7 separate regions of the Mus musculus genome follow, and all the other regions are linked to region 5. The links are chromatin contacts, called in public HiCAR-type and promoter capture Hi-C maps. All regions are on one chromosome and are shown on one strand. The core of a region is the stretch at or near the end of the contact, and the rest is flanking DNA. Distances in the headings are between cores, read along the strand shown. Region 1 holds the start of Uso1 (USO1 vesicle docking factor). Region 2 has its middle 14 kb from the start of Odaph. Region 3 holds the start of Rchy1 (ring finger and CHY zinc finger domain containing 1). Region 4 holds the start of G3bp2 (GTPase activating protein (SH3 domain) binding protein 2). Region 5 holds the start of Mthfd2l (methylenetetrahydrofolate dehydrogenase (NADP+ dependent) 2-like). Region 6 holds the start of Cdkl2 (cyclin-dependent kinase-like 2 (CDC2-related kinase)). Region 7 has its middle 25 kb from the start of Uso1.

Region 1 (4,081 bases), core at 1,134-3,633, 1.2 Mb before region 5:
GAGCAAGATGTTGAAAAGAAAAAATAATTCTGTGTTGGAGAGTTGCAATAAATTTTCCATAAAGCAAAAAAAAAAAAAAAAAAAAAAAAAAGAACCTAGGTCGTGGATGATTATATAGTAGATGCTCAAAGCCTTGGCTAGTCAAGCACGTAGGCCAAATCAAATATGGACAATTAAAGCACCTAATAGTACACCATGCACTCCACTGAGGCTCTATAAATCCATGTCAACTAGTGGCCCGTGAGCCCTGCTGGACTTCCCGACAGACTCAGAACTAACTTTGATCATACAGTAACTCAGTGACCTCGGTCCTCAAAAGACAGACTACTGATTCAGTTCTCAGAGCCAGTGAAGTAAAAGGGCATCCCTCTCGTCTCTCTTTACATGTTCACCACGGTGACACTGGGCATCAGTATAAAGTCATGATGTAAAACTATGATACTGATCCATGCACACTGAACCAAGCATCCCAGCTCCAGCTCCGCAGTACCAACTGCACAAGTCACTTTGCTGAGCGGAGAGTGAGGAGGCTTGACCTCTCGCTGCTCCAGGAGCCTCAGCTTCAAATTCCTCTAACGCTGAAGAACGCATCACCTCTTCCACAGAGGTCACTGTGACAAGGCCGAAGGATCATCTCAGCCTAACCTACTAGAGTCAAGTCCATCCTTTCCTGAGCATCTACTAAGGGCTGCACTTTCATGTTTCTCAACTTTAAAGACTCATTACAGCCACAGGAGCCAGCACTTTTTACTTAGAAAGCATTAGCCTTCCCAGATCTGTCCAAGTCAACCAAGCCTGGAAGCCTGGATTCAAATCAAGGTCTCATTTCAAAGCCAGCTCTTAATTTGTGTGTCTCTGACAGACAAACATCAGACAAAACACAGAAAGGTTAAAGAGATGGGCTGTGACTGTGGTGAGCTAAAGTCCCTGGCTTTCCAATAACAGCAGCCTTGTTGCCATGTGGGGAGGAACAAGGGAAGCCAGGTATTGGGGGAAGAGGAGATCTGATTTTCAAAAACAACACATGTGACAGCCTTCAGCTCCGTTGTAACCTGGTGGGAAGTCTGGCTCAGTGGCAGAATGCTTGCCCTCCATGTAATCAGGCCCTGGATTCAGTCCTAGGCCTCCTCCATCTCCCTCAGTACTAACTACATGCGTAAACTACACTAACTACATTAGTACACTACATTCGTTAGTTAACGTAATCCTAACTTAATTAATGTGGGTAATCTTATTTCCAAAAGGGCCAGCTAACAACTGAAACCCGGGATCAGCAATCAAGTCTAAGCTTAGCAGAAAGCTTAGTTTCTTAGTTTCCCCCGTAGTAAATTCTAGCTCCAAGATTCTGGTCAAGTTACTTTAATTCTCTCTTCATTAGTAAAGACTCCATCCTATCTTGCAGGTCCTATTTTATGACCCTTCTGAATCCACAAAACAGAGCTATGACAACTACCCAAAGTTTGTCTTTAAAATGTCACACGCGGTTTTTTTTTTTTTCTGTATATCTAAATTCATTTTTCTCAGGTAAGCCATCCACAGCAGTTTCCAATTGGCTCTGCAAACTTCCCAGGAAGTGTATCCTAAACATAAAATCAAATGCCGGTTTTCCATGTCTTAATAATTAAAAAAGAAAAACATTAACAAATCATGTCACCAATAGAGCAGAAGAGTCCCTAGAGTGGTTAGCGCGCAGATCACTACAGCGTGCAAGAGGAGTAAGTATTGCCCCATGACACATTTGGGTGAACCTGAAAAGTAGGGTCTGAACCACCAACCCTAGGCAAACGCCCATTCTTACAGCTGATGGGGCAGGAACAGGTGGCATTGTGCCCCAAGAATATCGTTTTATTCTTAGCCACAAGCCTTCGCCAACAGCTGGGTCTTAACTTCCTTCCAGCCCCGTAGAGCCGGGTTTCAGCCGGCACCGAGGCTGGCCGGCCGACAGGTTAAAGGGAAGGAGGGAGGGGCCGCGCGGTCCGTCGCCGTGCCGGGTCCCCGAAGCCCTCCTGTCACCACGGCCCGGGCTGCACCGCCGCGTGGGGAGCTCGCGCGTCCGAGCAGGGGGAAGGAAAGAAGGCAGGCGACGGGAGCGGCGTAGACGCCCCGATCTCACCCACCCAGCCCGGCCCCAGCCCGGCCCGGCGACGCTGCGCTCACCGTCTCGGCTTCAGTGTGCTGGGGTCCGGCACTCTGACCCCCCATCACCCCACGGAGGAAATTCATCTTGTCGCTCAGCCGCCGGCTTCACCAGCCCCTCTGCCAAAGAAAACACGACCGCCCCCCGCCCCCCGTAGGGCCTAGCCCCCGAGCCGGCTCTCCGCACTCCCCGGCCTCCGCCACCGCCGCCTCCTACTCAGCAGCCTCTCCGGCCCCCCGAGCCCGGAAACAGCCGCGGACACCAGCCGCGGTGCGCATGCGCGGGGACGTGGCGTTACGTGGCGGCTCGAAGGGCGAAGGCAAAAGGGGAGAGGAGGGAGCCCCGGGCCGCAGGCCACGCCCACCTGCCCGGCCCCACAGGCCACGCCTACCAGCAGGCCTCCCACCACTTGGGCACGCCCCCTCCTCCTCCTTGCGCTGCTTGCTGCTGCTGGCCGCGGTCACCCACGTGGTCGCAGCCCTGCCCAGTCGGCTCCCGAGGCTCTGATTAGACTAGGAGCATCGGCTGGTAGGTGTTTTGTCGCCGAGAGCGGGACGGACTGCAAGCTGTCAAACCTGAGGGTTTATTTTTGTTGAGTCGAAAGTGAAATTTTCCTTTGGCCGGCGTGACAGGTAAGGGGGAGAAGGGTGTCCTGTCCCCTGGAAGATTCGTATGGTTCTTTCGGTTAAGCGGTACGAGCGAGGTGGCCTTTTGATCCTCGCAAATTGCATTTCTACCCAGGGCTTTGTTTGGTGGTAAAGGGGGTGCTAGAGACCCCTCATTCCACTACCACTCGAGGGCGCGTTTCTAAGTTCTTGCTCCTCAGCCCCGCTAAAAAGAATTCCTTGATCTAAACACCAGGTTCTCCGCTCATTTTCAAGTGTGAGAAGTAACCCCCTTCGTTTATCTCTAATAAGAGGTTGGAAATAAATTGTTCCATTGTGTCATTTTGGTAGCATAATGCCCCCCTTTTTAAAATTAATTCTTAATTTCTACGTTTTCAATGGTTTTAGCAAGCAGAATGTCATATTTCCAAATCGCTATACTTGTTCTTTCCAAATGAGGCTGCCAGGTACACATGGTTTTGCAAATTTCTTGACTCTGAAAGGGAGTCTAGTAAACCAACTGACTCATGCCTCTCTTGGTTTCAATTCCCCATAGGTCTCAGATGTGACGATTAAGACCTATGTCTCCCCCAGACTCCCTCTAAAAAGAAATCAGTATGCTTCCACGGTGTGCCCTAGCGTGCTCAGTAGTACCTCTACCCAAATAATCCCCTAGTCTGTAAGGAGGAATCCGAAGACTCCGGCTTTCCTCCTTCACCTGTCCAATGTTGAGTGTATGGTGTGCAGGAATATTTCTCAGATTCTTCCACACTGAGATTACAGCAGTAGGCTCCTAACTAGTTTGTCTACATCCAGCCCTGGCTTCCCACAGTACACCCTTGGGTGAGCCCAAGAGGAAGTATGTCAGTCCTCTTGTTAGAATCCTCCAGTGGTTCCCCGGTTTATATAATGACATCCAAACTCCTTAGTTTGGCAGACACACCTGTTAGGGTTGAAGCGCCAGTGTCCCTCAAATACTCAACATGTTTCTCTTGCTTTAGTATGCCCTTTCCCTCTTTGTGGGGCAGATTCCTGCTAGTTCCTTAAGCCTCCACTTCAGCGTCTCAGGAGAGAGTACCTTGAAATCAAGATGCAGATTCTTTGCGCTGTCACTTTGCCGCCGACACTGAATTCAAACTTGATAAGCCAAATCTGATGACCCGGCCATTTGTAAATCAGTTGCTAGTGTATTTACTAATCATGGAGTGATTTTGATGGATAGGTGAATAAATTGTTGAATGAACATGTGACTAGTATGCTAAGAGAGACGATCTGTTCTGCCCGTGAATGACAGAACACACACCATGCAGGCCGTAGTGATAGATAGTCCCAAGGTCGT
Region 2 (4,077 bases), core at 1,505-4,004, 1.1 Mb before region 5:
AGCTGCTGGTAACCAAAACCAGGTCTAGGAGAGCAGTCAGTGCTCCTTACCACTGAACAAGCTCTCCAGTCCTTAGCTAAGATTAATATATTTTCTTTATTATATAATTTATAATTATAAAATTTGTAGTACATTATAATTTATTATATGTTAGTAAATTTTATTTCAGTTTATCTGAACTCTTTGATTTACACTTTCTTGGCTATTCCTCATGTTAGCAGTATTTTTACATCTTTAAAATCTGTTTTTGTATGTTCAGTGGCTATCTAAATTCTTATGAGTTAAATATATAAAAGGCTTTGAAAACAGAGATCAAAGCATATTTGGTCTTGAATATTGGAGAGTTTTCTCTGTAGATATTTTTTTCTACCCCTAAAAATAAAGGGAAATGTCAAATGCAGGTAATATTTGTATATAATATGATTACATCATATTGTTATGGGTCAAATATTAATACAGAGAAATGCAGTCTAGTCAGAAGAAAGAAAGGACAGAGCCCAATTCCTCTCTTGGGTCTTGGGCAGAAAATAGGATGAAAATAAGCACTTCTGGACTGAAGGATGATGTCACTGCTGCACTGAAGGATGATGTCACTGCTGCACTGAAGAGATGATGTCACTGCTGCACTGAAGAGATGATGTCACTGCTGCACTGAAGAGATGATGTCACTGCTGCACTGAAGAGATAATGTCACTGCTGCAGGACTGGGCAGAAGTTACTGAAGAAGAGTTAATTACTGCAGCTGGCTCTGTCCTGGACAGCTGTATTCTGCCAAAGCATATTCCAGGAGGTGGCAGCAAAGTTCTACTCACAGAAGCCATATCCACCCCAAGGGGGAAAGTTACAATTTGTGATGAGTTTTATACAAGTTAGTGTCTGTTCCCTTTTGTCCATGCATCAGAAAAAATGGTCAGTTTCTATTTTGAATTATATTTAATCACGTGTGTATGTACACGTGTGTGAGTCTGTGTGTGGGTATGTACATGTGTATGTGTGTGTGTGCCCGTGGACATGAGTGGCATCAGAACCTCTTCAGTTGGAGTTAGAGGTACTAGGAACCTAACTCACTGGGCTATCTCTGCAGAACTCTTTTCAGTATGTTGATGCTTTTGATTTTTCTCAGGGCACAGTGTGGTAAGGTGAAGTTAACCACCTGAGTCATGGGATGGTCCAGGGGATACTGTAATGGCATCAGAAAGACCCACCAGTGCAGGGGTGCTCCCTGGCAAGGACTGAGAGCACACTTCATCCAGGCTCAAGAGTTCTGAGTACAAGATGAAGGGTTGGCACGGTTAGGAAAGTCAATTCCTTCCCAAAATGAAGCTGGGGGGTGGGGTGGGAGGGGGAAAGGGGGGGTGCCTGAAGGCAGAGTGACAGGGATGCTGAGCAGACCATGTGAGAGTACCAGTCTTACCAGGCTGTGAACATCTTCAGACCTGACTGGAGACATGGAAGCAGAGGTAGAATGTAAGTTGGTCCTTATAGTGAATGGACACTGGAAAGAGAATCCACGCTGACCATGGCTCTCTCCCTGGACTGTTAGTTTGTACAATGTAGCCTCAACTTTGAAGGCAGTTAGCAAATACAGCTGTCACCTGTCCACCAAGAGTCTCAATTTTAAAAAATGCACAGCAGAAGTTTTTTTCCATGTCCTAAAACAAAAGTCTGGAAAAACAAGACACTGATGACACCTGCATGGGGGTGTGGGGTGGAAAAAGAGGGAAGTGTCTGTAATATGGAGACTGGAGGGTTTTAAACCATGGTTAAAACATATTTCTATGGCTGTTCCTGACAGCTACTCCTGTCCCAAGCAGAAGAGTGTTCGGTCCTTTGAGTGAAGGAAAGTGCAAAAGGCATTTCCGAAGTTAAAATGTTCATTATGTGTAGACTATACAGGGAACGACTGTCTCTTGTGCACTGGCTCTTGAATGTCCTGATTCTTCAGGGAGGACTCTGGCACTAAGCCACACTCCTCACATGTAGACATATGTCTTGACCTGGCCTTGCAGAGGGGTTTTGCAAAGAGGATTAGACTCAGAGTTTTAAGAAATACTTACTTTTAGTTTTTGTATATGGGTGCTGTGCCTGCACGTGTGTATGTGTGCCGTATTCACACCTGGGGCCCACAGAGCCCAGAAGAGGGCGTTAGATCCCTTGAGACTGGAGCTATAGACAGTTGTTTGTCACCACACGGTGCTGGAAATTGAACCCAAGTCCTCTGTAAGAACAACAAGCCATCTCTCCAGTCCCCATCCCACCCCATTATTAAAAAGTGATTAATGTTGCTAGGATAAGCCTGAGAAACTTTAAAGTTGTGTGCTTATTAGACATGGGCTTCTCTGTCTCTAGCTACCATTCCAGCTTCTCCTCTAAAAACACGGAAGGGGAAATTGAATCTGCACTGAAACGGAGAAAGGTTCCTTTTAAGTCTCCTGAAGGGTTGAAAGCACTTGCCAGCAATCCCTAACTATTTTATTTGGAAGGAATGTGTGTGTCTTCCCTTTCTCTCAACAGATGTTCTTTGTTTTCTGAGTGAAGACTTGAGACGTGGCCAGATAATATATAAATTGATGAAAACTCTAATAGGGTTCGATGTCAAATGAATCTTTAGATTCATTTGTTTAAAAACATAATTGACTGCATTCTTATTGTGTCCGGGAGTTGTTCAAAGCTTTAAGGAGAAAAGAATGAACAAGACTGACAAAGTTCCCCTTAAATAACAAGACTATAGATGCCTGAATGTGTGTGTGTTTGTATGAATGAATGAATGATTGAAATAACACTTGCTCATAGGAGTAACAGAACACATACAAGGAGTGGAAGTTAGCCTGTGCTTGCCCATCTCAGTTTGGGTCAGGGAACTATCCAGTGGCACTCTATGAATGGAAGCTTTCAAAGCAAGGAGTGTGGGCACATCTTAGAGCCTTAGAGAGTCCAGCTAGAGAGCAGGCCCTGAGGAGGAAGTGGGCGTGGTCTGCAGAGCAACAGCAGTGACAGTGTGGAGTGCTGTGAAACAGGAAGAGAATACAGTGTTGGAGGGACAGGGAGGAGGTGTGGGAGGGACAGGAAGGAGGTATGGGAGGGACAGGAAGGAAGTGTGGAGATGGTCTATGGGCCGCTGGAATTACCTCTGAGGGATCTTCCAGAGTGTGTGTGATGGTCACCCTTTATAGTCACATCATTTAATTGCTGCAACTTAATCTACATGTACCCTAATATTCCAGTGTTGAAAGTGAGGGAGGCACTTTCTGCTTGACCCATGTGTCTCTGTTCATGGGGCTTTCAGCTCGTCAGGTGTATGAAGTATAGAGTTAGATTTAAAACTATGAGAAATGTAGTTGAGGTGGATGCAGTGGCAAACGCCAAGGGGCAGAACTAGAGGAGTTCTGCATTCCCAGCCAGCCTGGTCTACAAATCTCATGCCAGGCCCTCCAAGGCTACATAGTGAGACCCTGTCTTAAAACAAACAACAACAATAACAGAGAGAGAGAGAGAGAGAGAGAGAGAGAGAACAAGCAAAACTCTACCACCACCATTGTAGTTCAAATCTGCCTTAGTAGGGGAAGGCATCTTTCTCTCCTCTCTCTCTCTCTCTCTCTCTCTCTCTCTCTCTCTCTCTCTCTCTCTCTCTCTCTCTCTCTCTCCTTCCTTCCTTCCTTCCTTCCTTCCTTCCATCCTTCCTTCCTTCCTTCCTTCCATTCTTTTTGAGGCAAAGACTCACTATGTAGCTCTGGCTGGCCTGAAGTTGTTATCCAGAGGCAACTGATCTGGACTCACAAGAGTGCCTGCCTCTACCTCCCAAGAACTTGGATAAAAGACGTGTGCCACCACACCTGTCAGGGAAGGGAGATGGTATTGGTGCACACTAAGACTATGCTAGGGGAATTCTATTTAGTCTATTATTGCTAACTGCTGGTCAATGTAATATTCAAATGCTTATTTGATAAACAAAAGCTACCACTATAATTAGTGTGCATACACTGACTTCCTTTATATTGTAGTAGTTTAAAAAAAAGAAAACTCCATTGATGGGTTGGTGAGATGGCTCAGTGGTTAAGATTAATTGCCCTTCCAGAG
Region 3 (4,091 bases), core at 910-3,409, 1.0 Mb before region 5:
GTCTGTCTTCTTGAAGTGTCTTGAACACAGCACATCTCCTTTTTTTAGGCTTCCAAATGCTTGCAGTATTCACATCTAGTCTTTTCATGGCTAATACCCACTTTCTTTTGATGTTTTCATCTGTGGGGAATCTACAAAACAGTAAGAATATATTTTAAAGCTATATATGTGTGTGTATGTGTATATATATATATATATATATACATACATATATTAGGCTTTGTGATAACTACCTTTACCTGCTAAGACATTCTGTTGGCCTCATAGCTCAGTTTTAATATCTAGATTTTTCTGCCAATCATTCTTCATACATATGGCTTTTATTTAAATTTTTTTTTAATTATATGTAAGTACACTGTAGCTGTCTTCAGACACTCCAGAAGAGGGAGTCAGATCTCGTTACGGATGGTTGTGAACCACCATGTGGTTGCTGGGATTTGAACTCCGGACCTTTGGAAGAGCAGTCGGGTGCTCTTACCCACTGAGCCATCTCACCAGCCCTTAAATTTTTATAGTAGCATATGAATGTTTCAGTGGACATTTAGCCTGTAGCAAGATTTGCAATTAAAGGTTTTTCTTTCTCTACAGCGGTTGAAGAATACCTTTGGCCTTTCCCTTTCTGAGGTGATACCTAGAATTTGTCTTCAATGAATAGGAGGGCCTCTTATACTTCCTCCTTTCTGTCAAACCTGAAAATAACTTGTATAGCAACTCATACATAGCAGGTCTATAAATGCCTTATGAACTCATGCGGAGAACAGCTGGCACGTCTACGGTTCTGGAGCTACAATTACTTTGACATATACAGGAGGCAATAATCAGACTTCTCAACATTTCTAAGCTAGTTCAATATTGTTTTGGGACATGGTAGCACATAGGTTCTTTTTATTTCCCTGCCTAGTAAAGTAACTAGATCTTTCCCTAGTAATAACAGTGCTTCACAAAAGCTGCGAACATCCTAAGTATGCTTATTAAATCCTATTAGACCCTTCCTAGGGTGTCACAGGAATGGCTAAACACTAAATTAGAATCCTCAAACTCACACAGCTAAATAATCCTTGATCTGAACATGTAGTTTACAGTGAACCACTCCACCTCATCTATTTCTAAAAAGAAGGTATGGGTATTTGAACAGAGCCCTCAGTTAGATGATGATCGACATATGAACAGTAGAGACCGTAACACAGTTAGAATGCAAACATTAGCAAAGACGAGCCTGACAATTTGTGCGTGGGGGTATTTTATTTTTGGTGGGGGTGCTATCTGGTCTTTCATTCCTTGGCACTTGAAACTTGCACATTATAAAGGGACCATTGTCAGTTCAAATTTAACAAGGTTATTTTAAAAAGACTGGGAACAAAAGCTTGTAACTGCAGACTCTGGTAGAATCATTTTTAGTAAAAAGTTAAAAGTATCTGGCTTGAGTACAGCAAAGTCTTACACATGAAATGTCAGTCCTTTTAACTTGGAATTTGGTAAACAGCGAGAGGCACATCCAATGGCCGAGCAACCTTTCACCATGTTTTTAGCAACTCCTAACACAACTGGAAGAGAATTAAAACGAGTTAGTAACTCCAGGGCTAAGCTAAAGGCATCTCCTCCCGGACAATTGCCTCCCTTCTCCCAGATCCCAACACCTGAAGTTTTGCTGATAAAATGCTCTAAGTCTTGGTATTTTGTAAGAGTGGACATAAAGTTATGCACCTTGAGGTCTGAGATTCAAACTCTGCAGGCTTCTTTATTTCTCTCATGTTCTTACGGGCCAGATTTTTCTCTCCCACAGGTCTGGTACACACTAACTCCTGCTGGCGTACTGTTTGCCATTCAACTTTCAGCTCGAGCGTCTCCTTCCCCAGGGACACCACACAGGACTGTCCTTCCAGTGTGGAAGTTGTGACCTCATCTAATGCCGTGGCGTTCTCCCCCTCCCCATTTGTGAGTTCCACGGGGGCGTGGCGTGGCTACTTGTTTTTCACTTTGCGTTCTTAAGTCCTGGGTGGGTGACAGCACAATATTTTCTAAAGGGGGCGCAGGGAAAAAAGGAGACCGGGACAGCCGCCGGCACTCGGACCTGCGCGCGCAGCCGCCGAGCCCCGCCCCCTTTCGGAGCAGCCGCGGGAGGGGCCGCTCCTCACCGGCGCCGGCGGCTCGCAGCAGCGCCCGCCAGACGACGCAGCGGTCCCCTTCGCCCGCAATCAGGGCTGGCAGCGATGCCGGGGCGGGGAAAAAGAGCCAACCTAAGACTTACTACCATTAGCAGTGACGACAGCGACTAACGTGGACGACGGACTAAGCGTCTCACTTGGCTTCCACCCCTTACACCAGGGACCGGAAATCCGGATGCTGCAGATCACGTGATTGGACCCCCCCTTCCTGACTCTGGTGGCCGCTGCTCCGAGGAGGAGCGGGTGTCCGACCGACTCTGCTTCCTTAAGGCGTGGCTTCCAAGCTGGGGGAAAGGTTCAGTGGCTGGTGAGGGGGAGGTGGTGGAGGAGGAGGAGGAGGAGATGGCGGCGACGGCGCGGGAAGATGGCGTCCGCAACCTGGCGCAGGGGCCGCGGGGCTGCGAGCACTATGACAGAGCTTGTCTCCTCAAGGTGACGACTTTAGAGGGTACCTCCTCGATGAGCTGCGGTCGGGTCTGGCAAGGGCAGGTTGGGCAGAAGCTTCAGACCGAGCTGCTTGTCAGGATACCTGCCATCTGGAGTTGGGCTCTCCTTGCAGGAAACGTTTTGGCAAGGCGAGCAGGAGCTCTGTACTCGATCGCCGCTGCAAGCCAAGTTCTTGTTTGTAAAGACTTGGCCCTTGCTTAAATTCACCTCCCTTGTGGGTTTATCCGTCATTTGCGGTTGACAGTAGAATGAGGAAGTGAAAGGGCCTTGGCATTTCTGTCAAGTGCGTATGATGCAGTGATGAAAGCATAAGCAAGGGAAGAATCAGAATATAATTTCTGTACGTGTAGGAAGTTTATAGTATGGCTTGTCAGCTTCATTTTTTTGTCTAGGAATATGCCCAGACCTGTCCAGGAGAAAATGTCTGTGTGAAGTGAGAGTTGGGTGATTGCCATTAAGTTGGATATTGGAGGAGTGCCTAATACATATATGCTGTCATTTTTCCTGCTTGAGACGTTCTAGTCATCTAGAGTTTTTAAAAATGACTCTCACACAGTTAAGACTTACCTGATTTTTTTTTTTAAGAAGCAGTTTTAATATTTTGTTGAGAAAGCCTGAGATTTGAGCTGGGGTTATAACTCAGCCTTAGAATTGAGTTTATAATGCTGAAGGCCTTGGCTTCAGTCTTCAGAAGTCGCCTCCCACTGAGAAGAAACTTTGACTCTTGGAATCCTATAGCTTTCCCTTCATAGTTTAGATTGTCCTTAACTTGCTGTGTAATTTGGAGCAAGCTACTTTTTAAAGAGCTTGCATATAAAATATACAAGTTTGGAAGCTGGTCTTAGTGGTAAAGGCCTGTAGCTCCAGGAGATGCATACTTCCAGCTATTTGTGAAGCAGAGGCAGAAGGAATACCAGCCAGGAGATGCTAATGCAAATAAGAAAAAAAAAAAAAGGAGGTGGGGCTGGGGGTATATATAGGTCATTGCTAGAGTACTGGCCTCACCAGAGAGTCTCTAGGTTCAGCCTTCTCTGCCAACAGGGAAAGTCCCTCTTTTATAAACCATGTGATGATTGCATGCTAGAGTGCACATGTGGTGTTTTAAGAGGTGTGTCCCCAGAAATGACTAGGAGTATATATTAACTAGCACCCACAGTGGTCATCAACTCCTCCTTCGCCACCTTCACAATCAGCTCTGCTGGTCACTGACCTTATAAGTTAGGACTAAGTGATAGGCTTAGATCTGTAAGGCAACTTAAACCCTTTTCTGTAGGCCATGCCTGGTGAGCATTCATTGCATTGGATGAATTTTTTCAGACTGGTCAATTATCTAATGTTGTATAAAGAATTAAATATTCTTTTGGTTACATTTCTACTGAAATATTTTTACAGTTTCAAAGTGGTATGAAACTGAATTTAATACCTGGCCTTCCCCTTCCACCCCTGCAAAGAAATTGCACAACCAAATTTGTGTTTCAC
Region 4 (4,144 bases), core at 1,418-3,917, 1.2 Mb before region 5:
TTAGCCAGGCAGTGGTGGTGCACGTCTCTGATCCCAGCACTCAGGAGGCAGAGGCAGGCGGATCTCTGAGTTTGAGGGCAGCCTGGTCTAGAGAAAGAAACCCTGTCTCAAACAAACAAACAAACAAACAAACAAACAACCCAGAGGGTCTGGCTTTTGTGAGAAGGGTGAGCTATACTGGAATTAAGCAAAGTGGCAAAGGTTTGTGGTAGGCTTTACCTACTACAGCAGGAGAAACAGTGCTGTGTCTAATCCAGAATGAATTCGGATAGAGGGAGCTGACACTTACTGACAATTGGCTGTGTGATCTGATAAAAGAAAGGGTGAGGTCAAGGGTCACACTCAGGGTTTTGGCTTGAGCCACTTGACTGAATATCACTCACACTGGCCTCCTTGCTTGGTCCATGGGGACAGTGGTTGCTTCACAGTGGTTATTTTGAAAGGCAGAGAGATTAACTAGGCTGTTACTTCATCATGGAAAGATGAAACCAGCCTGACCCCGTGCAAAGCTGACGGTATTCAGAGAACAGACGAGAGACATTTAGGAAATAAGAAATGCTAGTTGCTTGTGGGAATTAGTTAATTTACTAAAATTGAGTCTCTCTTTTTTTTTTTAAACAAGTAACATTAATTGGTATGTCTTAGTGGCAGGGATTGCCTGAGGCCTGCTTTTGTTAGTCCTGGGGCTAAGCTTAGAATTATTCTTATGCTTTGAAGGATTATAAAAGGAGGAGATTGAAGAAGATACTTGCTGTTCCTTCAGTGACATTTGCTGCCCTCTGTCTTAGGGGTGGTAGAATGGTTTCCCAGAGCAGCTCTATGATCCCTTGGTACTTGTGGGATGTGCCTGTTCTCAGCCCTCAGCACACATCTGCAGAATCACAAACGCTGAGGGGAGTTTTAACAAACCCCGATCTGATCCCATGCACAGCAAGGCCTGGAGACACACCTTATCTCAGGTTACAGGATGAAGAATACTTACAAAAACACTGCATGGAGCCCAGCATGGTATCACACATGACCCGTCTGGTCTACAGAGTGACTTCCAAGATAGCCAGAGCCACACTGAGAAACTTGGTCTTGAAATATCCAAAACAAACCAGAAGCATTCGATGTGATTGGAAACAGTTGAAATTTTAGCAGTCAATAGTAGCAGCATTCTGTCGTTTACAATTAGGGGTGTGGGGTATGGATGCAGAGTGCTTGTGTTAACATGAGTAGTCCTTGTTTGTTTGAGTATTATCGAGAGAGTCTCCTTATGTACCCCTGGCTGACTTAGAATCTGCTTCGTAGACCAGGTCAGCCTAGACCTTGTGATCTTCCTGCCTCTGCTTCCCAGGTGCTGGGATTAGAGGTATGTAGCCCCGAGCCTGGCTGAGATGAGTAATACGAGCGTGTCCTTAGGGTAAACCGTCTCGTAAGTCTCACTTTCCTCATCTGTAAAGTGTGCATTCAAATAGGTAATTACGTAAGTGGGTTTTTGTGAGACATAAGTGACTTTTATAAAATACCAGTAGCGTATCTGGTCTATAAACACTGTACTTAAAAGGTAATCTGCAGAAGTAATGCATTAAGAAAAACCATCTCAGAGTCATTTAATAAATGATGGTCTGCCTATATATTTTGCATATAAAAATTATTAAGCAATCCAAAATAATGCCAGTGTAGATTTTGGAGGCTCAAGTACCAATCAGCATTGCCTTTTGTGAACCTTTTTTTTTTCTTCTTCTAGGAAATCTCTACTGTGAGGGAAAACTGAGGATGTATTTAATCCTGCATTTTGCTTGATTAAAATGTGTTCTATTCCTCTCAATTGCCCTTCCGTTCCTTTCACCGTTTCATAGCTTCATTCCCAGTTTCTTCTGCTATCTTGAAATTGAAAACATTGCTATTAGTGGCAAAGTAACATTTGGTCTACAAAGGCTTTTTTTTCCCCATGAATCAAGGTTCATGAAGCAGTGTTGTTTCCATAACTAAGTCCCAGTGGCATAGATTTATAAGTGGCTTTTTTTTTCTTTTTTAAATTTTAAGCCTTTCAGCCTTTGTTCCAGTAAGTTCCATTTAAGGATGAAGCCACCAAGGCCATACAAAAGCCCCAAGCCCATACAGCCTATGTCATACTTTCCCCATACTCCATAGCTCGGCACCCTTATTTAAAACTAGCTGTTTGACATTGATGAGAAAGACTTTTAAACCTCCATTTCCTAAAACAGGCTAATTAAGCAATACAGGTGAGCTCACTGTGCAGAGTTCAAAACTGCATTTTAATGCTCCGATAACGCAGCAACCAGGACCATTACTAAATTTGCTCCCTCTTATCACGAATAAAGGCTCCAGGAATAACCGTTTGTAAAAGCCACTGGTTAGCGGCGAGCCATCTTTTTTGTTCGCGCCACCTGAGAGGACAGGGAGGCTTCAGCATCACTGCAAGAGAAAGGCAGCTTCCTTGTGACGTCAAATCAGCGGGCTCTCGCCCCGACTTTAGGCCGGTTCCGGTTCCCTGGCTTTCCGGACGCCCGAGCGAGCGAGCGAGCGAGCGCGGCGCCGTTCTGCGCGTGCTCCGCAGTGGGACGCGAGAAGGTTGGGTCTAGCTCTCCAAACTGATGCCTGATTGGCTGGCGCTGTGCTGGGGGGTTCCCTAGCCCTTTCCGCAGGGGTAAAACAATAAGAGGGGGCGGCGGCAAAGGGGGCGGGACGTCCGTGTTCTTGGAGCTCGTTGCAGCTCTAGGCTCTCGGGAAGAGGTGGCTGTGAGGGGCCCCGAGCTCGCGGCTCTCCGGATTCCGAAGCCTCGGGTTGCTTCGAGGGAGGAGAATCTGCTGCGGCCGATCCCGCGACACTACTGACCTCCGCGCGACGTGCCCGCCGCCGCTGTTGGTTGGAGGTGTGTACGGGGGCCGAGAGGGGCGGTCGGTGTGGTGGTCGGCAGGGGACATTTCCCTCCGCTCCGCGGCTCGCGGCAACCGTCCGGTGTGTGCGCTTGGTGTCGGGGTTGGTGCGGCGGAAACATTGTTCTCGCCGGCTGCCTACGCCAGCAAGAGTGCGTGCGTGCGTGCAGAGCCGAGCCTTTCCTGCAAGGTGAGCGGAAGGCTGCGTGGGGAGGAGGATGACCTGCGCGCGTGGTGCAGAGGAGGGCACAGGTGGGGCTGGGGATTGCTAGGATGAAGCAGCCCGGGGGTACCCTGTCCGCCGCCAGCTCCCAGAGCGCGCCAACGGGCGCCAAGCCGCGAAGCGGGGCAGTGGGCTCCTGCAGAGGCGGTTTCAGGGTAGGAAGCCCACCCGCCTGGTTCCTCCGCTCGCCGGCGGCCCTAGTTCCCGGTCGTCGCCCCGCCCGTGGGGGAGGGGAAGGAGGCCGTGTCGGCGGAGGCAGAAGCAACGCAGATGCGAAAGTAGCGGCCTCCGGGCACCATTTCTGTGCCCGGAAACTGAATCCGGGGTTGAAGGTGGCCGCCGCTCCACTTGCCGGGTGCTCGGCGTTTCCCCCCGCCCTCCCCGGATTATCCCGAACGTGTTCGGATACTGGGACTGTAACGTGCGTCTCCTACGTCCTTTTTCTGCAGACAATCTCTCCTGTTACCCAGGAATAAAAAGGACGTTTCAGTGCTTTGGGAATGGGCTTTTCTCCCCCTGCTATTCTTTGGGGTAGGACAAGGGGAGAAGAACGTAAGTTTCCCTAAATGGTGTGGATTTCGTTAGTGGAGTCTGATTGAGGTTTTCCTGCGTCTCTAAGGGCAGATTTATTTAGGTACCCCTGTGGTGCTTTGGGGGGGGGGGGGGGCTGTAGGGTCGTGTTCACAATTTCTACTCCCAAGATATAACTAGTTTTAAACCAAAGCACAAAAAACATTGAGGAGATGCCTTTTGCTTCTTAAAAACAAAACACGTGCAGCAAATCTGAATCAAGGAAAATTGCCCCCTTCTCTCCGGGTGTGATTGTTGTGCAGTTGATTAGCTTAAGGTTTCTGGTTTTTAGATTCTAGACACTATACCTCGCTTGTTCCAAGTACCTAGGCAGGGGAACCATTAGCTGCAGTTTAAAAGGATGCACTAATTCTAAGTGAGGATAGTAATTTCTTGTCCCAATTCCATATTTGGCAGTTATTGTAGCCCTAGGCATGTGAACCAAACTTTGAGTAAACACTTGAT
Region 5 (3,985 bases), core at 245-2,744:
CATAATTGTAATCTGCATCAAACAGAATGGGAAGCAGGCAGGCACAAAGTAATGTCTTTTATCATCACAGTTTGAAAGAAATAGTCTTCCAAAACAGACTGCACCTTTAATTCTAAGGTATCAGAGTTCAAACCCAAGGCCTGCCACCAGACCAAACTACAAATTGCAAGATGGGAAGTTTCTATGAATGGATGGATATCTATGTGTTTGTGGGTGTGGAGCATGTGGCTACAACCAAATACTGAGGTTGTAACTGTTGTTTCAGTAGGAATTAGGCAAGGAGCAAATGGGGAGATGGAGACATCGAACTGATGAAGGGACATTAATCAACTTATACACTAACAAAAAAATTACCATTATTCTAGAGGGAAGCACTAAAAACTTGAAATTCCAAGGATAATGATTTAAATAGGATACTCTTGGTAGACAACCCCTTCAAGTCTGGATTGCAAACAGAACCCTTACAAATCTGTTCTTCCAAGGGAGGAGAGCACTCTGGCTAAACAGCAAATCCCAACGCTGCTACTACAGGCCAACAGTGTACAGCAATAGAATTCCGAAGCTGTATCATTTACCACACATCCTCTTCTATAGACCTAGTCACTACAAACCATCTCCGAAGTTAAGACTACAGAAAGAACTTTAAATTTCAGTGACTCAAAACTAAGATCCAAATACGTATGATGGGGAGTTAATTTAAATCACACAGCACCTATGGGCACAGCCTCACTGTACTTTTCCTTGAGGACACAAAGTGACTATAAACCGTCAAGCGAGAGTCTCCAGCCACCTAAGAAGCACTGGAAGTTTACAAATGAGTTTTTCTGAACTCGAAGGCCCTGGGCAAGACACTATGCATTGCTGTTGTTCCATAGGTTGGATTCCCCAGCAGACAAGGGACGCTGCGGCAGCGTGGCCTGTTCCTGGGCACCACGGTGTCTTTTCATTGTCCCGGGCAGCAACCAAATCCGAAGGCTGCCAAGCGCCCTACAAGCGGAGAGGCCAGCCTGGACTGCATGCAGTTTAAGGAAACTGTAAGACATTCCGAGGTGGGAAAGATTACAGCAAGCCGGTGACAAAGGACTAAAGAAACAGAAACGCTGGACTACAGGTCTGCACAGCGCCTACTCCTCCTCGCACAAGAACAGTCTGAACAAAGCCGCGGCCCATTGCCTGAGCGCCTCGCACCGCGGCCACCCCGGGCCTCCGCAGGCCCCGCCGCCGCCCAGCGCGCGGCCCCTGCCCGCAGCTCCTACCTCCGGCCGCTGCTCCCGAAGCCGCGCCACGCGCGCTCGGCGACGCCCGGGGCTCGCACAGGCCCTCGGCCCAGACGGCCCCGGAGCAGCGAGAAGCCGCGGGCCCGCGTCGCCATGCCTCGCCGTCCGCCTCCGGGGGTCCCGCGGTCAGCTCAGCGACACGCCCGGGGCCCTCAGCAGGGTTCCGGGGCGCGGGGCGGGGCCGAGCCCCGAGAAGGCAGAGGCGGCACCGCTGGTGGCCGCGGGGTGGCGGGCGACTTGGCTCCAACCCGTGCACGCTGTCGCCACGGGAGCACAGGGAAGTCCTCGGCCGTTCTTGCAGGCAGCAAGGCCCCCTTGTGCCCCAGGCCCAGCTCTAGTCCCTGGTCTCGTTTCCATGGTTACAGGGAGGGCAGCTTGGAGCAGTAAAGTTGTTGCAGGTCTTTGCTTTTCACTCCCTGTGCGACCTTAAGATGCATTGAAAAAGAAACTCAAGGAGAGGAAGAAACAAAGATGTCCTTGGGATTTCTATCAGTCTTCAGCATCCTTGACACTTCCAGAAGATCCTAGAGTTTGTGGAACCTTAAAGCAGAGGGAGTTTGCAATGAGAAAGCAAAAATCATCTGCAAAGCTAACAGGAAATATTCCTCCCAAGGTCAAGCTGTGGCAGTGATGCGAGGGGCAAGAGCTGTTTAGACTACTGTCTGACTGAGGAAACTAGTTATGGAAAGTCCCAGATGTTAGAGAGCTTGTTCTGTGAAAAAACCATCAAGAACAGTGGTGCAATGTCTGTCTGGTAGAAGGCATTTAATCACAGAAAGAAAACATAGAAGAAAATCTTGGCATCGAGACTTTTTATGTAACACTTTATCATAGTGTATAAAAAAAATTTAAATTTCTGCTGTGGGGGAAAAATAAACCTGTTAAGAGAATGAAAAGGCAAGGAAAAAGTTTCGTTGAGGGGTGGGTGTTTGTAAAATACTTGTTGTGAACTTGTACCCCAAATATACAAGTGTAGTCTCCCCTCCCCCAGCCTGAAACCTGCTTGCTCAGGGGTGGAGCTTCCTGCTCATTCGTTCTGCCACGCCCACTGCTGGAACCTGAGGAGCCACACACGTGCACCTTTCTACTGGACCCGAGATTATTCGGCGGGAATCGGGTCCCCTCCCCCTTCCTTCATAACTAGTGTCGCAACAATAAAATTTGAGCCTTGATCAGAGTAACTGTCTTGGCTACATTCTTTTCTCTCGCCACCTAGCCCCTCTTCTCTTCCAGGTTTCCAAAATGCCTTTTCAGGCTAGAACCCAGGTTGTGGTCTGCTGGCCGGACACAACAATTGGTGAACCAACTCGGGACTGAGAAACGGCAAAGGATTTTTGGAAGAGACGCTGCTGGTTCGGAGCTCCATAAAATAAAGGATAAGGGAAATTCATACCGGAGAAGGTATGGGCTAAGCTGAGACAGCGTTAAACCCGAGCGCTGGTTCACTTAGGTTCAGCAGTGAGGAGCTGGGTAATAGGCGGTAGGCCGTAGCTCTCCGAAGCTACATGAGGTGTGAGAAAAGAAAGGGTTTATTAAAAGGAATAGGCAGATTGCCCCAGTTAATAAAAAATGCATCATAAGGGAGGAAAATGTCCCAAAAAGCAGAGAGAAATATCTCTCTGGGCCTTATAGCAGGAGTACTCTGTTCCCTTTTGTGTCTTGTCTAATGTCCGGTGCACCAATCTGTTCTCGTGTTCAATTCATGTATGTTCGTGTCCAGTCTGTATGAATGAATGTTCTATGTTTTATGTTGGATAATAAAGATGGTATAAAAAACTTTATCTGCAAAGCCGAGAGCTGCCACGTGTTTCAGCCAGGAATCAGACACATGGCGGGAGGGCCCCTGCTGGAAAAACTGTTCGTTTTAGGAAATAAGGGCGAGTGCACAGCCTCTAAGTTTCGGAGTAAAAAAGCTAATAAATGGTTTATGATTAATGTGTTTGACAATGGTAAAGTGTTTTTTATTCTATGATTGTAGCTACAAAAATTATTATTCTCTGATTGGTCTAAATGTAACTGCTTCATTTGGTTCTTTTTTATTGGTAATGTGCTCTGAGTGTTTTCACAATCAGCTCATAAGTTGTTGGTTAAGATTAATAATTGTTACATTGCTACAGATGGTTAGTGTTAAATTTGATAACTCAAGTTTAGAGTCCTTCCGACACATGGCATAAGGCAGCCCAAGAGGCTGGGTCTCTAAAGATATTTCTAGTTTAGGTAATAATTAATGTGGTTCGTATCCTAAATAGTAAAATTTAAGATAAGATTTAAAGCAACGTCTTTTTATTAAAAAGCATTAAAGCTTGCTTTAATAGGTATTCATAGGTATTAATTGACATCCAAACTTCGTAATATGATAGTAATGCTTCTAATATTGATTTTAAAGATAATAAATTGTTTTAAACTTGGGTTTTACTTTCCCAGGGTTGTAGGTATTATCCTAACCTTGCACAAAAACTTAAAAATTATGGTTAAAACTGCTATTGTTCCATTGACTGCAGCTTGCAGTTTGACTTCAAATTTAAGATCTTTAATTCACCTGTATACTGTAATTAAGATAATTACAAGAGTAATCATCTTATGAGAGCGCTCATACAGCTCACTTCGTACAAAACGGTGACAGAGTTATCTAGTTATGTTTGTCTTTGTAAATAGATTAGACAAACAGTTTGGTTATAGTTGCTGCCTGGCAGGAAACTGCAGTACGG
Region 6 (4,219 bases), core at 837-3,336, 1.1 Mb before region 5:
TCCTGTGTTTAATCACCAGGTATTATATTCCTCATTTTCTCCATTCTTGCCCTGGAACTTGGCATCCTGTATGAAACAAGGTCCATTTCCACTGTAGATTCATGGTGCACAGATTCAGTTGGCACACTAAACGTTTTATTCTGTTCCTATTGAATTGAAACTTGTCATAACTACCTACCTTTAGGAGTTTAAACTTACTATTTTCTTGAGCCTCAATCTGACCAGTATGTTTGTTGTTTTGTTTGGGGCAGGGTCTCAATATATAGCTCTGGCTGGCTTGGAACCTGCAGTATAGTCTAGGCTGGCCTTGAACTCAAGACATATGCTTGCTGGGGACTAAAGTTTTCACTACGTGCCAGGCTGACCAGTATGGTTTAATAGAAAAATGAAATTTACTAAAGATTTAGGCTAGGTAATGTGCATGTTTTCTCTCCTTGAATTCTTCTGGACTAATAAACCCTTACACTTAGTATTTCAGGAATTACTGATGCTGCCTCCTTCCCTACCATTTTTCTCTGCCAGTTATTTTATGGTTCAAGAAGAAAACAGCAATCCTAGTTGTTCTACATAACATCTATCTCCTTCCTCTTCAGTAATCGGATGACAGACAGAATAATCTTCCTCCCCCTTCCCTTCTTCATGGTGCCTCACAGAGGCTAGGTCTTGAGCTTGGTCAGTAGCTGAGAGAGACCTGACTTTGCGGCACTCCTGCTCCCTACCTCCGAGGGCTGAGATTAGAGGGCTGTGCCACAACCATCATGCCTTAGTGTATAAATTGTTGGATGTGGGGCCCAGGGCTTTGTGCAGTCCAAGCAAGCATGCCATCACTGAACTACCCTATTTCCCAAAGGAACTTGTACTTCTTGACTACCCTCTAGTTCCTTTACAGTTATTTCCAACTTTTAAATATTTTCTCAAGCAACACCTGTTCACCATTTTTATAGCCTTTGTCCTTTCAGTTCCCATGTATACCACTAATTTTGCTACTCAACTGTTTATTTTTTGTAAAACTGGAAAAAAGTAAAATATGAGGTTCCCACCCTAATAAACCTGTTTGTACATAAAAGTTCACATGAATGTCTAGAGAGATGGCTCAGTGGCCAAGCACACCTGTCACTCTTCCTGAGGACCCACGGCAATCAGAAACCAACTGTAACTCCAGTTCCAGGGGGTCTTGACGCCCTCTTTTACCTCTGTGGGCACCAAGCACGCTCACAGTGCACAGACATACAAGCAGGCAGAACACTCATAAATATTTTTCTATTTAAACCTCATGGGGTTTGTTACAATCTAGAGTAAAGCGATGGGAATTATCTTCAAGTTGGTCACAGCTCATTGCTACATTATAACTCACATCTTGGGTTATCCAAAAACAACCCCCCCCCAAAAAAACAAAACAAAACAAAACAAAACAAAAAAACCAAAAACCCATACCCTGTTTCCAGAGGTGGTTCTCAAAATTGTAGGTTCGGGAACTCGATTTTAAGCAGTTTGGTGAATGATGGTAACTGAGCACCGGGAGATTAATGCAGTACCGAACTAAGAAAAATTATAAAACAATTGCTCTTACACCTTACTATGCAAGAATAACCCCTGGGTGCTGGCTAGGCATATACGTGTCTGTTATCAAGGATACTTTCCTGGATCGAGCTATTAAAAAAAAAAACATATTTAGTTGAGTACAAATTGTGTGGCTATAGGTGAATACAAGTAAAACTATTTGGCCTTACAATCTCAGTCCCTTAATAAGGAGGGATAAAGCATTTCCCGGCTTCTCGTACGACGTCAGCATATGCTTGGTAATGGTCTTCCGATCTTGCCCTGTCGTGGCTAATCTAGTCTTCAAGCTGAAGGCAAGCTTTAAGCTCCAGCTTGCGCCGCTTGCAGTCAGCACCTACCTTTCTTGCTTTCTGGTCCTCTCTGGGCTCCACCCCAAATCTTTCCCTACCAGGCTGGCGTCCCAGGGTCCTTTTTCCTGTCAGGTCTGTCAACAGATCTCATCCCACCAATTTCGGCTAAATAAACTACTAGGCTCTTCCGGTCCACCGCCCGGAACCGAAAGGAAGCGAGGAATCGCGGCTGGGCGGAACCTCCCCGGGTGGGGCCCGCGCCCCGCAGCGCCCCGCCGCGCCGCGGGCGGGCAAGCTGGGAAATCTCATGGTCTCCTCAGTCCCAGCGAACCGTCACCTTGGCTCTCCTCGTGGCCACTGGGGCAACCTGCGGTCCCCTGAGAGCAGAGGTCTCCTGGCGCCGGCAGAAAGGTCCCTACAAACTTAAGACCGTAGGTGTGGGGACGAGGCCGTCAGCTGAGCGAACCTGCGAGCTCCAGGTGAAGGGGCGGGGCGGGGTGGCACAGAGCCAATCACAACGCCTGACGACAGGCCTCAGCCAATCAGGATCAGGGAGGCTCCGCCGTAGGCGGGGCGGGACCAGGCGGGTGAGAGCCGCCCCTTGCAGCTAGGGTGGCCAACGCCTTCGCCTAGGGCTACTTGGCGAGGTGCTGCTTCCCTGAGCTGAGCGACCCGAGGGCTTTCGGCCGGCGGTGCTCTGTTTTCCTCAGTTCGTTTCTCTGCAGCTGTTGTCCTTGACAGGTGCTTGTGTCTTTGCCTGTCGCAGACGCATTCTGACTCGGGCCCTTTCTCTCTCTCTGGAGACTGCCTATGGCTGGGGACCGAGTGAGGTCGTTGCCTTGACGACGGCAGCATGCGGCCCGTAGTCCTCGGAAGTGTGAGCTTGCGGAGGGCAGAAGCCAATCTGCCTCCCTGCCTGCTTCACCTAGGACCGGTAATTGCGTCCGCAGAGGAAATCCCAATACTGGGATTGCTAGTGTGCTAGCTAGTCAGCATCTTTTTAGATCTGCTAGCGAGATGCATATCACCTTAAATTTGTTTCCAAGTTGAAAACCTTTGGCTCTTTCCATGTGAAGGGTTTGGAAGAAATAGTAAGTATAATACTTTGTAAAAACCCAGTTATTTCGTTCTTTTATGTATAAGAAATTTCAGTTTGATTTTAACCAAAGAACATTGGTAGTATTTGAACAGTATGCTTGTATGGCACATATCCTAAATTATTATAGTGCCATCGCACCAGACTTCTTTTTTGTATGCCACGTGCTACCCATAGATTTAAGAGTGAGAAGGCAAGAAACTGATGGGTTATAAGTTACTGAGGAAACAAGGCATATTTTAGGCCATGATATTCTTAAGGTATTTTAGACAGTCCCACTTGAACAAGTAGGTGTGCTCTATGTAGTGTGTCTACATGGTTGGGAAAATAAATTTGGATTAGTTCACTTGTATAATACTAGGTTATAATATGTTTCAGAACCTTTTAGACATGATTAAGGTCATTTTTATTTGGTTCATTTTGCATCTTTAAATATCTAGGATGCCAATTACAATATGTTTAAAAACGATCTAGGCTATAGATTCCAGCTATTTGTATTATTTTCACTAGCCTAAAGCTTACTCCTTTACAATATATACTTAAGGGAAGGTTAAAAACTATGCCAGTTAGAATCACACTGAAGGTTTTTCCAAATGTAAATTTTTTATTATAAAAGTAATTAAAGGTAAAAAGAAGTTAAAATGTGAACTATATGGGAAGTCAGTGCCTATGACACTGTAAATAGTTTTAAGTAGAATCTAATACCCAAAGTGGTAATAAGATAGTGAAGAGTTTTGAATTTGATTTTAATTAGGATTCTTTTCATTCTCTCCATCTTCTCTTTTCTGTGTTGATCTCCATTTACACTGTGCAAATAATGGCTGCTGGATGGTGTACTTCAGTGGTAGAAAGAACACCTGCTTAGCTTATTGGAGGCCCTGGGTTAACACAGACACAGACACACACACACACACACACACACACACACACACACACTTAGGTGTCAAGTGTTGAAAATGTAATATATACTTTGGATTCTCACACACACACACACACACTTAGGTGACAAGTGTTGAAAATGTAATATATACTTTGGATTATCATAATTTTTTAGAATAAAAAGTCAATGTTTTTTGTTTGTTTGGTTGGTTGGTTTTCCCCCTTTTCTATGAATATACTAGAAGCCACTAAAACATCACCACTTTTTCTTGTCTGGGTAAGTTAGCTCTATATATCATATGCGATTAATATTAAGTGGAAAGAAGTGTTTTCCTTCCAAGAGGTTGTGATAAGGTTTTTTTGTTTTGTTTTTGTTTTTGTTTTTTTGGTATGG
Region 7 (4,149 bases), core at 1,152-3,651, 1.2 Mb before region 5:
TCCTAAGTTCAAATCCCAGCAACCACAAGATGACTCACAACCACCTGTAATGAGATCTGATGCACTCTTCTGGTGCATCTGAAGACAGCTACAATGTACTTACATATAATAAATAAATAAATCTTAAAAAAAAAAGAAAGAAATAGCTTAGTGAGAACCCCTCTATACCCAAGGCTGCTCCTGATAACCAGAACTACACACTGAAGATAACCAGACGTAGTCCTAGAACCTCATGACATCCACTGGACAGTGTAAGCAGAGACTAAGAGCAGTGCTCTGTTCTGCACATCTAGAGAGATGCTACCTTGATCTGCCCTGCAGCTGGAGAGCCTCTCCCAGGATCCTGATCCTCAAGTCAGAGTCTACTCTTATCGACTGTACTTGACATCTAGCTAAGATGCATCAAACAAGAGAGCAGCCTTGGGGAAGTAGGTTTAGGACTGAAGTTAGGAATTTAGCCTGTGAATCTTGTGTGAACCCTCAGCATAATAAAATACAACTTCTGTTTTACTAACTACATGTATCTACCTTCCTGATTTTGTGACAGTTGGTACAGTCTAGTCAGCAGGATCTTAGATGATCCTTAGAAAAGATGAAACTAAGGTGGCATCTTGCTATTCCTAAGGGCCCAAACTGGCTCCAGAGATAAGGGCGAATCCCCGACTTCAGGACTTCCTCCACAAAGCCACAGGCTTTTGCCTTAAGATTGGGTAGCCCAGAGCTGGTCGCAGGAAGGAAAGAACCAGAACCCTGAGGAAGAATCACTGTGGCAGGAACTAACGCCCGTGGGCTTCTGCCTTAAGATGTGGTAGTAGTGGAAGCAGTTCACTCGGAGTTACGTGAGGGACTGGATAGCCAGGGGACTAGTAAGCAGGGCAGATCGACGTGGTGTCTGTCCAGATGTGCAGAGCAGAGCACTGCTCTTGGTCTCTGCATATATACATATATACTGTCCAGTAGGCATCTGGGGTATTAGGACTGTGTCTGATTATCTTCAGTGAGTGATGTGACTTGGTTCTGGTTATCAGTCAGGTGCAGCCTTGGGTGTAGTAGGGACCCTCACTATTTTTACATGTCTAAAAAGCACTTTTTTTTAAAAAACTATGCTCTACTTTGAGGGTCAGGTTCCTGGAGGTAACTTTCCAGCTGCCGGGCAGACCAAGGTGGTGTCTGTCCAGATGTGCAGAGCAGAGCACTGCTCTTGGACTCTGCTTATATTCTGTCCAGTGGGCATCAGGGCATCATGGAGTTTTAGGCTCTTGCTTTACTATCTCCAGTGATGTCCCTGGGTTTGAGCTATCAAATGCAGCCTTGGGGTGTAGTGGGGTTCCTCACTAAGCTATTTTTACATGTCTAAGAGGCTTTTTTTTTAATTTTATTTTCCTGTGTTCACTACTTTTTCAAATCCTTATCTCCCTCATCTTGAAAGACTTTCATGGGAAAGTTTTACACACACATATACACACACACACACACACACACACACACACACACACACACACACGAAAGACTTTCATGGGAAGGTTTTATACACACACGCGCACTGATAGCCAAGAGCTGTGAAAACCCCCACCCGACCTCAGCCAAACAAACGCCTGGTCCTGTGTGTTTGTGTTTTTCCCACACTCGCTCTAGACAGAGTGAAGTTTGCTTTGTGCAGACATTGAAGCTGGAGTAGTCTCTTTGTCATCTGAAACTTACTTCCTACTGAGGCAGGAGGATCTCTGAATTCAGCAAAGGCTGTCCTTGAGCCAGAAAAGAAAACAAAGCAGGACAGCAGATACCAGAGCCTAAAGGGGGTTAAAATGAGGGCTGGAGAGATGGCTTGGCAGTTAAGAGCACTGGCTGCTCTTCCGAAGGTCCTGTGTTCAATTCCCAGCAACCACATGGTGGCTCTCGGCCATCCATAATGGAATACTCTCTTCTGGTGTGTCTGAAGACAGCTACAGTGTACTCATATAAATAAAATAAATCTTTTTTTTTTTTTTTTTTTTTTTGGTTTTTCGAGACAGGGTTTCTCCCAGGCTGGCCTCGAACTCAGAAATCCGCCTGCCTCTGCCTCCGGAGTGCTGGGATTAAAGGCGTGTGCCACCACCACGCCTGGCAAAAATAAATCTTAACTAAAGAAACATACAATAAGTAAATATTTAAAAAAGAAATGGGTGTGTGTGTGGAATTTTGGGAAAGCTGCTTCAGCACTGCAGAGTGCTGGGACTACAGGCGGAGAGACTCGCCTAGGAAGAGCTGAGAACTTTGTCTCCTTCCTCACCCCCAGTCTCCCCAGCACCCCACTGTCACCTGGCTCCACTTCCCCAGCTACTCCTGAAGGGAGTGTGCTCTTCCCTCCAGCGGAGGGACTGCTCTGACCTGCATAGCTCTTTTATTTGTGTTTTTAAAAATAAGGTTTGCCAGCACTTTGTTCAGCTGGGAGAGCCAACCGCAAACAATACACAGGAAACTGCGGGGGAGTTACGAGGGCGACTTCTTTTTGCTCCCGGCTGTAATTCCCGGCTCCAATTGAAATGGTAAAATGCGTGAATTGCTAATTTGCCTCGCTCTGGGGTCCTGTACTTTCCCTAACCTGCAGGTACAGCCCAGGCTTTTGTGGGTGTTCTCTCTCCTGAAGGGAGAGATCTGCCTCCTAGAGGAACTTTCTAATGAGGGGAAAGTCAGGCAATTAAGCTAATCTGGGACTCCGATGGGCCGGAAACTATCTCCTCAGGGTGTTTTCTCCTTAAACTTGACTGAGAGTTTAGCTTTTAGGGCAGACCAGTAGGTCACAAAAGTTGTTTAGAGGATTGCTTGCTCTGTCACAGTGAGACAGTTATCTGGAGAAGGGTTTACCTGAGGTGGGGGAGCCTTGGCTCCTAAAGAATAAGATGTAGGTTGAAATTATCTTTTAATTAAGCTCTAAGAAATTAAAATGACCTTCACTGGAGAAGTGAATAGGGACAATAGCCAGGTGGGTGTGGCGGTGGGAGTCGGGGTGGGAAGGAACACAAAGAAAAACTCTCTAGGTTGGTTTGTTGCTGGGGCTGACCCCCAGGAGCCCCAAGTTTCGAGCTTCCAAATGTTCCCTGGCCCCGCCCTTCCTTAAGCACAGCCCGGTTCTTCCTTCGGCAACTTGACTGCTTGTTTGAGCTTTTCTTTTTTATTTAATTTTCTCTTCTTTCTTTCTTTCTTTCTTTCTTTCTTTCTTTCTTTCTTTCTTTCCTTTCCTTTTCTTTTCTTTTCTCTTTCTTCCTTTCTTCCTTCCTTCCTTTCTTTCTTTCTTTTCTTTTCTCTTCCTTCCTTCCTTTCTTTCTTTTCTTTTCTTTTCTTTTCTCTTTCTTCCTTTCTTCCTTTCTTCCTTCCTTTCTTTCTTTCTTTCTTTTCTTTTCTCTTCCTTCCTTCCTTTCTTTTCTTTTCTTTTCTCTTTCTTCCTTTCTTTCTTTCTTTCTTTCTTTTCTTTTCTTTTCTTTTCTCTTTCTTCCTTCCTTCCTTTCTTTCTTTCTTTCTTTCTTCCTTCCTTCCTTTCTTTCTTTCTTTCTTTCTTTCTTCCTTCCTTCCTTCCTTCTTTCCTTTCTTTCTTTCTTTTTTTTTTTTTTTTTTTTTTAAAGATTTATTTATTATTATATGTAAGTACACTGTAGCTGTCTTCAGACACACCAGAAGAGGGAGTCAGATCTTGTTACAGATGGTTGTGAGCCACCATGTGGTTGCTGGGATTTGAACTCTGGACCTTCGGAAGAGCAGTCGGGTGCTCTTACCCACTGAGCCATCTCACCAGCCCTCTTTCTTTCTTTCACAGCCTCCTTCCGTGTGTGCCCCGAGGTTTGATACTAACGGTGCAGATTCCTCTCCTCTCACAATCTTCCTTCCAGGGTACTGGAATCACATACAGACTTTGCCACCACACCCAGCTTGTATTACCTGTTTTTTTTTTTTTTTTTTTTTTTTTTTTTCCGGAGCTGAGGACCGAACCCAGGGCCTTGGGCTTGCTAGGCAAGCACTTTACCACTGAGCTAAATCCCCAACCCCTGTATTACCTGTTTTAAGCCTAGTTTGCTCGATGTTTTCAGTTCCTGGGTGTCCTGACTGCCTGTTGTCTCAGTACTCTGCACCCGGACCACTTTCCATCCCCAAAGTTGGTTCTTAGTGTCTTTCAGC

Evidence for each region. Promoter capture Hi-C pulls out the DNA fragments that hold promoters and counts their contacts. HiCAR-type assays count read pairs that join an accessible place to other places.
Region 1: a contact with region 5 is called in a HiCAR-type map of astrocytes, with 5 times the contacts expected there. The contact joins the promoter of Uso1 here to the promoter of Mthfd2l in region 5. A contact is called at or near these places in 13 of 39 promoter capture datasets (the 3T3-L1 cell line, 3T3-L1-derived adipocytes, the C10 cell line and 8 more), 7 of 115 datasets of contacts at active chromatin or transcription factors (the NIH/3T3 cell line, astrocytes, embryonic forebrain and 4 more) and 2 of 9 other capture datasets (embryonic stem cells and liver).
Region 2: a contact with region 5 is called in a promoter capture Hi-C map of the HPC-7 cell line, with 6 times the contacts expected there. The contact joins the enhancer-like site here to the promoter of Mthfd2l in region 5. A contact is called at or near these places in 8 of 39 promoter capture datasets (the 3T3-L1 cell line, 3T3-L1-derived adipocytes, the C10 cell line and 4 more), 1 of 15 datasets of contacts at CTCF or cohesin (the NIH/3T3 cell line), 4 of 484 Hi-C or Micro-C datasets (CD8 T cells, cortical neurons, germinal center B cells and 1 more), 2 of 115 datasets of contacts at active chromatin or transcription factors (astrocytes and neural tube) and 2 of 9 other capture datasets (embryonic stem cells and liver).
Region 3: a contact with region 5 is called in a promoter capture Hi-C map of liver, with 6 times the contacts expected there. The contact joins the promoter of Rchy1 here to the promoter of Mthfd2l in region 5. A contact is called at or near these places in 16 of 39 promoter capture datasets (the 3T3-L1 cell line, 3T3-L1-derived adipocytes, the HPC-7 cell line and 9 more), 1 of 15 datasets of contacts at CTCF or cohesin (the NIH/3T3 cell line), 5 of 484 Hi-C or Micro-C datasets (bone marrow-derived macrophages, cortical neurons, embryonic fibroblasts and 2 more), 10 of 115 datasets of contacts at active chromatin or transcription factors (the NIH/3T3 cell line, bone marrow-derived macrophages, cardiomyocytes and 6 more) and 4 of 9 other capture datasets (adipose tissue, embryonic stem cells, liver and 1 more).
Region 4: a HiCAR-type map of astrocytes shows a contact between it and region 5, with 5 times the contacts expected there. The contact joins the promoter of G3bp2 here to the promoter of Mthfd2l in region 5. A contact is called at or near these places in 10 of 39 promoter capture datasets (the 3T3-L1 cell line, cranial neural crest, embryonic stem cells and 5 more), 3 of 115 datasets of contacts at active chromatin or transcription factors (astrocytes, pancreatic cancer cells and pro-B cells) and 1 of 9 other capture datasets (liver).
Region 6: a contact with region 5 is called in a promoter capture Hi-C map of the SN4741 cell line, with 5 times the contacts expected there. The contact joins the promoter of Cdkl2 here to the promoter of Mthfd2l in region 5. A contact is called at or near these places in 19 of 39 promoter capture datasets (the 3T3-L1 cell line, 3T3-L1-derived adipocytes, the C10 cell line and 13 more), 5 of 115 datasets of contacts at active chromatin or transcription factors (SST interneurons, astrocytes, forebrain and 2 more) and 2 of 9 other capture datasets (liver and macrophages).
Region 7: a contact with region 5 is called in a promoter capture Hi-C map of embryonic stem cells, with 5 times the contacts expected there. The contact joins the enhancer-like site here to the promoter of Mthfd2l in region 5. A contact is called at or near these places in 5 of 39 promoter capture datasets (embryonic stem cells, hippocampal neurons, liver and 2 more), 3 of 115 datasets of contacts at active chromatin or transcription factors (the NIH/3T3 cell line and embryonic stem cells) and 3 of 9 other capture datasets (adipose tissue, embryonic stem cells and liver).

The regions. Positions count from the first base shown.
Region 1 is chr5:92,136,240-92,140,320 of GRCm38.p6, reverse strand. Uso1 (USO1 vesicle docking factor) reads right to left here and starts at 2,383. Exons shown (of 24, transcript NM_019490.1): 1 at 2,158-2,383. The coding sequence starts at 2,223. It also overlaps a transcript of G3bp2 not described here and the pseudogene Gm15710.
Region 2 is chr5:91,999,923-92,003,999 of GRCm38.p6, reverse strand. No RefSeq gene overlaps it. Among named protein-coding and RNA genes, the nearest start is that of Odaph, 14 kb to the right of the region's middle. Within about 2 kb of position 2,754, at least 78 of the 459 cell types and tissues checked have an H3K27ac peak or open chromatin away from gene starts, as enhancers often do. A contact at or near this core is called in CD8 T cells and the HPC-7 cell line, where this site is marked.
Region 3 is chr5:91,961,136-91,965,226 of GRCm38.p6, reverse strand. Rchy1 (ring finger and CHY zinc finger domain containing 1) reads left to right here and starts at 2,159. Exons shown (of 9, transcript NM_026557.4): 1 at 2,159-2,597. The coding sequence starts at 2,508. It also overlaps the pseudogene Thap6.
Region 4 is chr5:92,082,267-92,086,410 of GRCm38.p6, reverse strand. It overlaps G3bp2 (GTPase activating protein (SH3 domain) binding protein 2), which reads left to right and starts at 2,667. Exons shown (of 11, transcript NM_001080795.2): 1 at 2,667-2,882. Gm46933 reads right to left here. Exons shown (of 2, transcript XM_017321256.1): 2 at 2,246-3,539. The coding sequence ends at 2,838.
Region 5 is chr5:90,928,705-90,932,689 of GRCm38.p6, reverse strand. Mthfd2l (methylenetetrahydrofolate dehydrogenase (NADP+ dependent) 2-like) reads right to left here and starts at 1,494. Exons shown (of 8, transcript NM_026788.1): 1 at 1,257-1,494. The coding sequence starts at 1,372.
Region 6 is chr5:92,040,909-92,045,127 of GRCm38.p6, reverse strand. It overlaps Cdkl2 (cyclin-dependent kinase-like 2 (CDC2-related kinase)), which reads left to right and starts at 2,086. Exons shown (of 14, transcript NM_016912.2): 1 at 2,086-2,329.
Region 7 is chr5:92,111,218-92,115,366 of GRCm38.p6, reverse strand. It overlaps a transcript of G3bp2 not described here. Among named protein-coding and RNA genes, the nearest start is that of Uso1, 25 kb to the left of the region's middle. Within about 2 kb of position 2,401, at least 56 of the 459 cell types and tissues checked have an H3K27ac peak or open chromatin away from gene starts, as enhancers often do. A contact at or near this core is called in adipose tissue, embryonic stem cells and liver, where this site is marked.